2 separate regions of the Triticum aestivum genome follow, and region 2 is linked to region 1. The links are chromatin contacts, called in public Hi-C maps. All regions are on one chromosome and are shown on one strand. Each heading gives the region's core, a stretch centred on a gene start, on an enhancer-like site or on the middle of the called end of the contact. The rest is flanking DNA. Distances are from core to core; before and after follow the strand shown.

Region 1 (5,595 bases), core at 1,213-3,712:
CGGGAATCTGCCGCTCGATCCGCACACTGCGCATGCACGGCAACATCGCCGTCCCGACGCGATGCACTTATGCTGACCGGCCAAGAGCCGTGAGTCGGGCAGGCGTGCGGCGGCGTATTCGCGTGATCAGATCAGCTTAGCTTAGCGAAATGCAGGCCCGTGCTGACTTAGCATCAGTGGGACCGAGTATTCTAAAGATTCAGTTATAACTTGTGCTAAAAAGTTATAAAGTTGTTTAAAAAAGGTTATAACCTGTGGTAAAAAGAAAATTATATAGTTGTTTAAAAAATCAGTTGTAACTTTAACTCATAACTCGTGAAAATAATAATCATAATATAAATAATTAATATGAACTAGGCTTTCAACTGGACTCGCTACCACTCCAACATCGGTGGCACGCGGCTCAGTGAAATTAATTGCCGCCGCCGTGATTTTCGTCACACTGTTGAAACGCAGGGAGGCACACTCCTACTTCGTGGAATCAACCCTGCTGCACCCACAACCTCATCATCGGCCCAACAGCATCCCGCATCCAATACATCGCCGCCTCCCCCCTCCACGTAGAGACAAGACATCAGAGAGTGGCAGCGCAAGGGGAAAAATGCTTCAAAAGCGTGTTCTCGATGCGGCAGGAAAGAAGTGCGGAAGACAGAGGGATCAGGCGACACGTGAAGCGTTCGGACACAAGCAAAATTCATGATGTTTGCCGATTAATTTTGTCCTTTATTTAATTGCTATTGGGGAACTAATTAGCACTTACTCTAACATAGTCCATGTATGCTTAAAGAGGTTTTACGCCAAAGATCATGGCAGACTTAAGGCCTGTCGACACCCCGCTAGCCTCAACAACCTCAAATGAGTCTGGATCCTGGCCACCCGGTAACTCTTAGTCGAAATGGTACATCATGTTAGCTAACGTGAGCTCCACGAGGCGCGTCCCAAAGGCCATACCGGGGCAACCCCTCCTCCCTGCACCGAACGGTAGGAACCGGGGATCCTTGCCATTGTAGTCAATGGTTCCGCCCAGGAACCTTTCTGGCCGGAACTCCTCGGCGTTCTCCCACGACTCGTTATCCCTCCCGATGGCCCACGTGTTAACCATGACATTGGTTTTGGCCGGGATGGCATAACCGTGCAGCTGTGCATCTTGAATCGACTCGCGTGGGAGGAGGAGCGGCACTGCTGGGTATAGCCGCAATGTCTCTTTCATGGCCGCCTGCAGGAGGTTCATCTTCCCCAGCTCCTCCTCGAGGACTCCTCCATGCGCGCCTGCTGCAACCTGTCTCACCTCTGATTGCACCTTTGCCATTTCTCTTGGATTCTTGATGAGCTCCGCCATGGTCCATTCTATCGTCTTGTAGGTCGTGTCGGTGCCACCTATGAACATGTCCTGCAGATGCAATACAATGCCAAGATATAAGCTAATAAGCATGTACTCTGGCTGCTCCTACTCCTAGTGGCAGCTGGTGCCACATATACTGCTGATCTACAAAACCGGCAACCAATTCTTGTTCTCAGATTAATACTTAGCGTTTCTCGAACAAAACAAATTAATTTCACTTACCAAGATAAGTCCCTTCACATCAATCCGGTCCAGCTTAAACCCCTGGTCGCCATCCTTAGCGATCGAGAGCAAGTCGTCCAGGAGGTCCCGAGCCTCGCCGTCGTTTCCTGGGTCCTCCTCGTGCTCCGTGATGGTCCTCTCCATAATAATGTCGAGCTTGGCCGCCGTCGCCGTGAGCGACGTGTTCCCGAGATTAGGGTGGCTAGTGGACTGGGCAACGGGGCTCGACGCGAGGATGAAGAGGACCTTGGCCGGCTCGACGCCGCCAAGCTTGTGCCCGAAAGCCGCCCGCGAGATCACGGAGTAGGTTAGGGTGATGATGAGCTCGGTGACGTTGACCCCCGGGCGTTTGCCGCCGTCCTCCTGGGCGCCACTGGCCGCCCGGACCCGTCCCACGAAGCGCGCGGCCTCCTCCTCCCGGAGGGCGCGGAAGGAGTCGACCCGCTTCACGCTGAGGAGGTGCACCACGGCGATGCGGCGTAGTTGGCGCCAGCGCTCGCTGTAGGCGCTGAAGGCGACGTCCCGGCAGCCGTAGAACGTGCCGCGGGTCATGTACTGCTGCGGGCGGCTGCAGAAGACGTGGTCCTGGGTCCTGAGCACCGCGTCGGCGAGCGGGGCCGAGGAAACCACGACGGCCCGCACGGCGCCGATGCGGAGGAGGATGAGCGGGCCGTGGCGCCGAGCTAGGGCCTCCAGCGTCCGGTGATGGCGGCCCCGCCCGAACTGGAGCAGGTTGCCGATGATAGGCAGCCCAGGTGGCGAAGGTGGCTGCGCACTCCGGCGGCCATATCGGAAGCCTCTCGCGACGATGGTGAAGCAAGATACCACGAAGAGGAGGCAGAGGAGTAGTGTAGAGTCGAGCTGAAGAGATGCCATGAGGGCTAGCTAGCCTGGCAGAGCGAACGGACGCTACATGTGTGTGCAACGACCAGATAGCTAGCGGTGAACTTAAGTTGATCCGCAGGATCCACACAAGACAAATTTCGCCTGATGGATACGCACCGCTGAAGAATCTGCGGCGGGGTGACCATGCATGTCTGGACGACCGGACACGTACGGCGGCGATACGAAGGACTGGAAGCCATGTGGCAGAGCTGCGCATGGAACGACGAGGCCGGCTGGAGGACAACGGAGTGGATATAATTCATGTGGTGGTGGTACGATTCAGGCATTGAGCGATGGTTGTTGCACGGCGGGACGGAGATCATATCGGAAATATCTGCTTTCGACGCGCCCAGCATGCATGAATGCATGGACAGAACAGCAACATCGTTGTCCCGATACCGGCAAAAGAAAAAGAAAAACATCGTTGTCCCGAATCCCGATGCAATCATGCAAGATGCCGACCCAGGCCAGGGAAGAGGCGGCAGGTGCGAAGCTGTGGTATTTTTCTCTTTTTGAGAAAAGGGCGATCTCTCTGATTTTCATTACTATTAACACTTTTCACCAAATTTCATTAATACTAGCAAAAGGATCCGTGCGTTACAACGGGAGAAAAAAATCTTAATCTTCAAAGACCATGACAACATTTTGCTGCTTCACTGATAACATTTTGGCGAACATTTTGTTCAATTACCTTCACATTTTTTAACACACAAACTTTTTTAAAAACTCATGAACACTTTCTTATTTCCCAAACTTTCTGAATATGCAAATGTTTTATGAATATTTTGAATCCACAAAGATTTTATGATTTATAAAATTTTAGTCAAAGTCATATTATTTGGAATTTTCAGCTCAATCAGAATATATTTGAGGGGATATTTTTCTTTTCTCTTCCTTTTTCTTTTTTGAAAATTGAGAATCTGTTCAGCAATGCTCAGTGGGCCGGCCCAGTGAACGTAGCAGCAGCAGCAATAATAGTGCCAGCCGGTCCAAGGCCTAACCGGCCGAACCGGCCCAACAACTATAAAAATAGTATTCGTCACGGAGATGTGATGCCCCAAAGGCAGGACGAGGATTTAGAGCTCTCGGGTGCTCCGCACCCCTATACGTACAATACCAGAAAAAAAATACTGAGAAATTTAAAAAAAGAATCTGGGATTTTGGGATATCATACGTGGGTTTCCGATGTACTCCCGTCTGAAATTTGATGAAAAAATACCAGGAAACGTATTCGTGGCAAAAAAGACAAATTTTTCCTATGTTATAGCAAAACACTATTTGGGTACATTTTTTCCGGGCAGTAATTCCTTCGCCACTGATACGTTTTTTGGTATTTTTTCATGAAATTTCACACAGAAGTAGATTAGGAAACCATGTTACATTCCGAAATTTTGGATTTTTTTTATTTTCTGGGAATTTTTAACGAATATTTTTCGTATAGGGTTGCGGAGCACGCGAGAACTCCCGTACTTGCAGTGCGGTTTGATTGGCCACAGGAAGAATACTTGCAGCAATCGGCCATAGGTAGCTTTGCAGAATGAGATTCTATATTAGCTTTCGTGTGGTTTCAGGATGCATGTTTAGCTTGCCGTCATTCGTTGATTAGAAAACTTGCTATTCTAAACATCGTGGCACATAGATTTCTGTATGGTGTAATTTTGTCTCTCCAAAGACCTGAACTCATTGATATTCAAAGACATGCGAGATGATGGCGTTCTATTCGGGACAAATCTTGCTTTTAATCAATTAGAATCCGTGTTAGGGCTAAGATATTTTGAACTGGCACATCGAGCAATAATCCTGCCCATCTTCATTTATCTTGCAATGGAAAAAAAAGAACATAAAGGGGTATTGATAATGGCAGGAATGAGCATTTATTTTGAACAATGCATGCGCTTTACGACGCGTGGTTTACATGCGCTGCCACTGTGCAAAAATAAGGATGCAGTGCCGTGTAAAACGTCTATTAAAATTGTAGAAAAAACACCACTGCACCACACGCACCCCACCTCCATCTCGCACCTGCCACGATTCCTCCCACCAGCCCCCACCTCCCTCCTCCCCCGGCGCACCTCCCCCCGATCCACCTTCTGCCCTGCCGGGGAGCCGCGCCGCCCCACCCCCCGCTGGCACCGCGGCCTCCTCCCCCTCCCGGCTTCTTCCCCCGTCGGCACCGCGGCCTCCTCTCCCGCCAGGCTTCTTCCTCGCTGGCACGGTGGCCTCCTCTCCCGCCTTGCTTCTTCCCCGCCGGCACGGCGGCCTCCTCCCTGATCCAGCTTCTTCCTTCGCCGGCACCACGACCTCCTTCCCGGCGCCACCGCGAACCCGGTCGTGCGCCACCAGGGGAGCGACCTCCCCTGCTCCCGCGCCTCCGACCTCGTGTGTACTACCCCTCGCCGCCGCACCAGGTGCAACCGCCGCTCCTCTCCCTCCCTTTCCCAGCCAAGATCCGCCTCCCCCGCGGCACGGGCGTCAACTTCGCCGACTTCGACCTTCACGAGCGCGCTCTCGTCTGCTCCCCTGCAACCTTCGTCGTCTGCCCCACGACGTGCGTGTGCGGGTGCCCAATCCCCCGCGGCGGCAGCCACCAATGTCTGGAGCGGTGTGCCACAGACAAACCGACGGCGGCGTCCCGCCCCTGCTCCTGCGACCGGCCCTTCCATCCCTTCCTTCCATGCCACGCGACACACACGCGCGCAGCTGCTACCGGCAGGGCACCAGCTCGCCCCGCCCGTTGGCCCTTCCCTTCCTTCCATCTCTCTCCCTCTTGCGCCCCTTCTCCTCTGGCCACCCCCGCATCGGCTGAGCATCCCCGCGGCCGGGCAAGCGTTGCCGCCGGCGAGCTCCTCCTGCGACTCCCCTTCCTTTTATTTGCAGGGGTGTTTTTGCAAAAAGGAAGTGTTCTCTCGGATTCCAACTTCAAATAGGAGTGCGGGTTGAATTCTAGAAAACGCAGGGGCTTTTCTGCAAAAAACGCCGATGACGTACGACCAGAAACCGTAGCTGCTTTATTATATTAGGGAAAGATTAATAGAAAGGGGTTTTTCTTGCACCGATGTGGGCCTTTGTACCACTTGTGGGCTTTTTTGTTTTTTCTTGGGTTTCTTTTCGTGTTCTCCAGTGAATGTTGGATAAACGGCTAGGAG
Region 2 (5,934 bases), core at 555-3,054, 160 kb before region 1:
AGAAGGCCTGACCTGCTTGTAGTCCTACAAAGAATTGCAGAGATTGAAGTGGTGAGATCAGCAACAAAAGTGACTATATCAATGTGCAGGTTTGGAATTATTTTTTCCAAGCGCCTCACCAAAGGTGCGAAACAGTCCTCGGCTGCCCGGCGAGGAACAGAGAAACCTCCATGCGTGCTCGTATCGGAGGCAGTGAGGGTCTTGCAGAACATGTGAGGCATACGGGGCTTCTTCTCTCCGTCACCACCGGCCATCTCGTCCTCCCCCTCTTCGGATGCAGACTCACGGACGTTTTGTCTGAACATCTGAAGCACAGAAGGGGAACACTTACACAGAGCAATGAATGGCATTTTACCTTATTTGCAAGTTCGCAAGGATACTGCTCCATTGCAAGCAAAATCGTACTGTAATAACTATGTGGCATCTGTAATCAAGCTTACGGTTATGGCAGGACCGGTGTATTCATGCTCTCATGTACTATGATTTCTTTTGGAGGAAAACAAGTGTACCTTCTCCAAGGTCATAATAAAAGACTCACATCCAGAAACAAAAGAGGAAGAGGAATTCAGCAACGATTTAATACAGTAGCAACTGATGCCAGAGTGAGCTGGAACGCTTAAAACACCAAACACGCACACAGCTGTAAAGAAACAAGGATGCATGGGAGCCTGGGAGGTGATGTTCATGTTTCAGGCTCCAACATTTCACTGCCGAAAACAACGATGCATGAGATATAATGTTCATCTTTCAGGCTCCAACATTTGACTGTCCGAAGCCATATTGCTGATGCCAACTCTCTGCGCTCCGACGAACCAAATGCATATGGAACGGGGGAGGAAGCGACTGACGTAGAACAGCCCAGATCCCCAAATGGAAATGGGAGCGACTGGCAGCAAGATACTGAAGCAGGACAGGAGCACTGACCTCGGCGTCCGCCAGCAGCGCGAGGCGCGCGTACACCTCGTCCGTCGCCGCATCCGCCTGCAAGCGCGCCACGAAAATCACGCCATCGATCGATCAGGAGACCTCGTTTCAGAAGAAGAAGAAGAAGCGGAACGGCCGGGCGCGAGGATGGCAAGGGGACTCACGCAAAGCTCGACGCCGACGACGCGGCACGCCACGTGGGGCGGCACGCGCGGCGCCCCGGCCGGCGCCGGGGCCGGGGCCTCCCCGCCGCCCGCCGCGAGGTGCGCCTGCGGCAGGTACACGACGGCGCTCCCGCGCCTGGGCAGCGCCACCCCGGGCCCAGCGCACGCGTGCCACAGCTCCCCGCACACGCCGACAGCCGCCGCCTCCCCGTCCTCCTCCACGCTGTTCAGGTCGATCCCCATCGGTCGGTCCGTCGCTCTCCCCCCAGAGCTAGCTAGCTAGACCAACCTCCGCCGCGTTAATGCTGTCGCAGCGCAGTGGATGGCGGCGCAGAGGAGCGAGTTTATGGTGCTAGCGGCGGCAGCGGCAGCGGCAGAAGCAAACAATGAATGCGCACCCCGCGAAGGCGAACGCGTCGCGCTCTAGCCATGTCGCTCCGCCCGTCCCATCTAGGAGTACTACTAAGGCAGGGAGTAGGCCAACTGGCCCCCGCCCCCACCGTGGTCTCCCCCGGCTGGCTGCGGCGGTCGCTGTTCCGCCCTGCTCGCTCGCTCACTGTAGCGCCAGGCCTGTGCCGTGCCGCGCCGCGGCGCCTTTATGGCGATGGGGGCCTCGAAAGGCGCCCGGGCTTGGCTCGCCCGCTGGCTTTTTCCGGCGGTCTTTGTTTGGTTGCCCCGCGTCGGGTTCCGCGCTTGGATGGTCTCGGCCGGGTCCGGTCGGGTGGTGGCTGCCGTTCCACTGTTCCCGAACAGCAAGAGAGAGACTGGCCTCGGGGCGGGCGTCGGGGCAAAGAAAGCAAAGCTAGGAGGAAATGAGATGCGGCAAAGGTTGCTTTCGTGGGGGTGCGCTGCTTGTCTATTTGCGCCTGCGCTGTGCGTGGCTTTTCTCAGGGTGTGGGGAGAGGCCCGGCAGTGTCGCTGTCACGTGCTGCCGCAAATGTGCATGGGTGCGCTGCTTTGAGCGTGGGACGTACTCCTAGTACGTGGTAATTTTTTAAAGGGCCGGTCGTCGCAACGCGATTGGAACTGAGCAAAGGGCGAAAGGGCGTTCCTGCCGCTAATAAAGGAATGCATTCTCTCTTTACTGAGAAAAGCAATCAGTTCAGTTCAAGGAAAAGTGTGATCAAACTAAAAAAATTGGAGTGGAGTACGTAGGTTAAACGACAAGTGTGAAAACACATGCCTTCACAAGAGTCAAGACGACCAAAGTCATTTTTTACGTGGAAAAACCGTCACACGGAATGTAACGGCACGGCAAGTCAGCAACACAACAGCAAGCAAACGGGTCCGCTGCCGCGGTCCGTCCGTCGACGGCCGATCTTGATGACGCGGGGACCCGCCACTGGTCCCCGGCGGCAGCCCGTGGTCGTGTGGCGCGGCGTGACGGACCAGATAATGAAGCGGCGCGACAAGAGAGCCCGGGAATACAGCCGAGCGCGGCCTCCCGAGATTCCCCGCCCACTTTTTCCTCGCTCCCCCACCCACTCCTTTCATCTCTCTCTCTCTCTATCCCCAGCGGTCCAGGCAGACCGTGGAAAAAGATCGCGCGAAGCAGGGGAAATCAATCAACGACGAGGCGACGTGCACAGCAGTCGGGGCAGGCGTCAGCACTCACCACATAGGGCCCGTCACGTCCCACGGGTCCCTCCCGCCTTTAACTCTGCAGCACGGCGCGGCCAGCGGCTCAGCCGGGCGCCCGAGCGGTCGTCCGCCGGTCTCCACCCCACCCGTCGCTCGTGCCACCCTCCCCTCCCCCGCTCGCCGAAAGCCGCCGCTGCATGCCGTGCGGCCGAGCGGCGATGCGGCGTGTCATCTGCCATTGTGTGCCCATGCGCGCGTGAGGCGTGGGCGCTTGCTTTCTCGTGCTGGCGCGTCGGGTGACAGGACGCGGGGGGGAGCAGAGCGGAGCGGGGAGAGGGAGGGAGGGCTCGGCTTTCCCGGGGGGCGTGTCGACCGCGTACTCGCGCGCTGTGCTCTGACACTCTGACGCACGCCGCTGCCTCTGACTCGCTGGCCGCTCTGGGGGTTCACGTGCCCGGCCGGAAAGACGAGGGACGACTGCCCAGCCCCAGGCTTTGCTGGCTCATCGGATGCCGCGGCTGTTCACCGGTCAATGCGACAGTGCTTGGATACTGGTGGCAGTCGCTGCTGGCCGGGCCGGTGATGCGACGCTGGTCATGAAGAGTGGTAGGGTCCGGCGTCTCCGTGGCGGTGAGTGGCCCTCGTGGTCTCGGCCGAGTTTTGATAAGCGAGGCGACCGGGGCATCTACGGCCAACAACAGTGTGTGCCACGAACCGGACCCTCTTGTACAAGTTTTAAAACGGACATTGTATTCGATACAGAAGCCGACCATTCGATCATACTCGCACACATTCCAAACCAAATGTAAACAAAACTGACGAATTTCATGCAAACCGGATCATTTTTATTTAAACTGGATCAAATTCATTGCATATTATAAATATTTCAACAGAACAAAAACCGTGACGGAGTCCGTGTCCCATGTCTTGTTTTCACGTGTCCGGCATACTCACCGATCGTGATCTCTAGAAAGTGCAGCAGCGGGAGAGGAAGAATAGGAGTGGTCTTCCTCCCTTGAATCCGCCGTGTCAACAGCGCCACACATGGATAGGCCGGCCTCGTCGTCGTGGCGGCAAGGCGTAAACCGCGGTGGCAGTGCGGCCTTCTTCGGCCACCTCCGCGTCTGTCTCCGTGAACAGGGCGTCCCTCTTCACACGTAGGACACGCAACTACCACGCTCGCGGCGGATGGAAGCTCGGATCCTCTGCGACCATGTTTGGGAACGTAGCATGCAATTTCCAAAAATTTCGTACGCTCACGCAAGGTCTATCTAGGAGATGCATAGCAACGAGAGGGGGAGAGTGTGTTCACGTACCCTCGTAGACCGAAAGCGGAAGCGTTCGACAACGCAGTTGATGTAGTCGAACTTCTTCTCGTTCCAACTGATCAAGCACCAAACGTACGGCACCTCCGAGTTCTGCACACGTTCAGCTCGATGACGTCCCTCGAACTCTTGATCCAGCAAAGTGTCGAGGGAGAGTTCCGTCAGCACGACGGCGTGGTGACGGTGATGGTGAAGTAATCAGCGCACGGCTTCGTCTAAGCATTACGTGAATATGACCAGAAGCGTAAACTATGGATGGGGGTGCCGCACACGACTAACAATGGTTGGTGTGTGTTCTAGGCGCCCCTTCCTCACGTATATAAAGGTTGGAGGGGAGGACAGGCAGCCAAGGGGGTGCCCCAAGTAGGAGGAATCCTACTTGGGGTCCTCCCAATTCAGCCTCCCCCTTTCCTATTCCTATTCAGAGTAGGAAGGGAAGAGGGGGACGGGGGAATCCTATTCCCTTTTTTCTTTCCTTCTCCAATTTGGCCAGCCCATATGGGGGGCGCACCAGCCCCTTTGTGGCTGGTGTGTTTCCCCTCTTGGCCCATAAGGCCCATATCTTTGCCGGGGGTGTCCGGAACCCCTTCCGGGGACCCGATAAGTACCCGGTGCATCCCGAAACACTTCCGGTGTCTGAATTGTTGGGGAACGTAGTAATTTCAAAAAAATTCTACGCACACGCAGGATCATGGTGATGCATATCAACGAGAGGGGAGAGTGTTGTCCACGTACCCTCGTAGACCGAAAGCGGAAGCGTTAGCACAACGCGGTTGATGTAGTCGTACGTCTTCACGATCCGACTGATCCAAGTACCGAACGTACGGCACCTCTGAGTTCAGCACACGTTTAGCTCGATGACGTCCCGTGAACTCCGATCCAGCAGAGCTTCACGGGAGAGTTCCGTCAGCACGACGGCGTGATGACGGTGATGATGTTGCTACCGACACAGGGCTTCGCCTAAGCACCGCTACGATATGACCGAGGTGGAATATGGTGGAGGGGGGCACCGCACATGGCTGGAATAGATCAATAGATCAACTTGTGTGTCCAGAGGTGCCCTCCTACCCCCGTATATAAAGGAGCAAGGGGGAGGCGGCCGACCAGGAGGAGGGCGCGCCAAGGGGGGAGTCCTACTCCCACCGGGAGTAGGACTCCTCCTTTTCCTTGTTGGAATAGGAGAGGGAAGGAAGGGAGAGAGGAGGAGAAGGAAAAAGGGGGGCGCCGCCCCCTCCTTGTCCAATTCGGACTAGAGGGGGAGGGGGCGCGCGGCCGCCCTGGCCGCCCCTCCTCTTCTCCCACTAAGGCCCATGAGGCCGAATTAACTCCCCGGGGGGTTCCGGTAACCCCCCGGCACTCCGGTTTTCTCTGAAACCACTCGGAACACTTCCGATGTCCGAATATAGTCATCCAATATATCGATCTTTACGTCTCGACCATTTCGAGACTCCTCGTCATGTCCGTGATCATATCCGGGACTCCGAACTACCTTCGGTACATCAAAACACAAAAACTCATAATACCGATCGTCACCAAACTTTAAGCGTGCGGACCCTACGGGTTCAACAACTATGTAGACATGACCGAGACACGTCTCCGGTCAATAACCAATAACGGAACCTGGATGCTCATATTGGCTCCTACATATTCTACGAAGATCTTTATCGGTCAAACCGCATAACAACATACGTTGTTCCCTTTGTCATCGGTATGTTACTTGCCCGAGATTCGATCGTCGGTATCTCAATACCTAGTTCAATCTCGGTACCGGCAAGTCTATTTACTCGTTCCGTAATGCATCATCCCGCAACTAACTCATTAGTCACATTGCTTGCAAGGCTTATAGTGGGCCCAGAGATACCTCTCCGACAATCGGAGTGACAAATCCTAATCTTGATTCATGCCAACCCAACAAACACCTTCGGAAACACCTGTAGAGC

What was found. Hi-C and Micro-C count contacts between places; a contact is called where the count stands out from the background.
Region 2: a Hi-C map of leaf shows a contact between it and region 1, with 5 times the contacts expected there. The contact joins the promoter of LOC123182627 here to the promoter of LOC123172856 in region 1. A contact is called at or near these places in 2 of 5 Hi-C or Micro-C datasets (both in leaf) and 1 of 1 datasets of contacts at active chromatin or transcription factors (leaf).

What each region holds. Positions count from the first base shown.
Region 1 is chr1D:429,371,826-429,377,420 of IWGSC CS RefSeq v2.1, reverse strand. LOC123172856 (cytochrome P450 71A1) reads right to left here and starts at 2,462. Exons shown (of 2, transcript XM_044589762.1): 1 at 1,565-2,462; 2 at 710-1,390. The coding sequence starts at 2,440. The coding sequence ends at 887.
Region 2 is chr1D:429,531,487-429,537,420 of IWGSC CS RefSeq v2.1, reverse strand. LOC123182627 (auxin response factor 14) reads right to left here and starts at 1,804. Exons shown (of 10, transcript XM_044595259.1): 1 at 1,089-1,804; 2 at 925-981; 3 at 120-305; 4 at 1-24. The coding sequence starts at 1,331.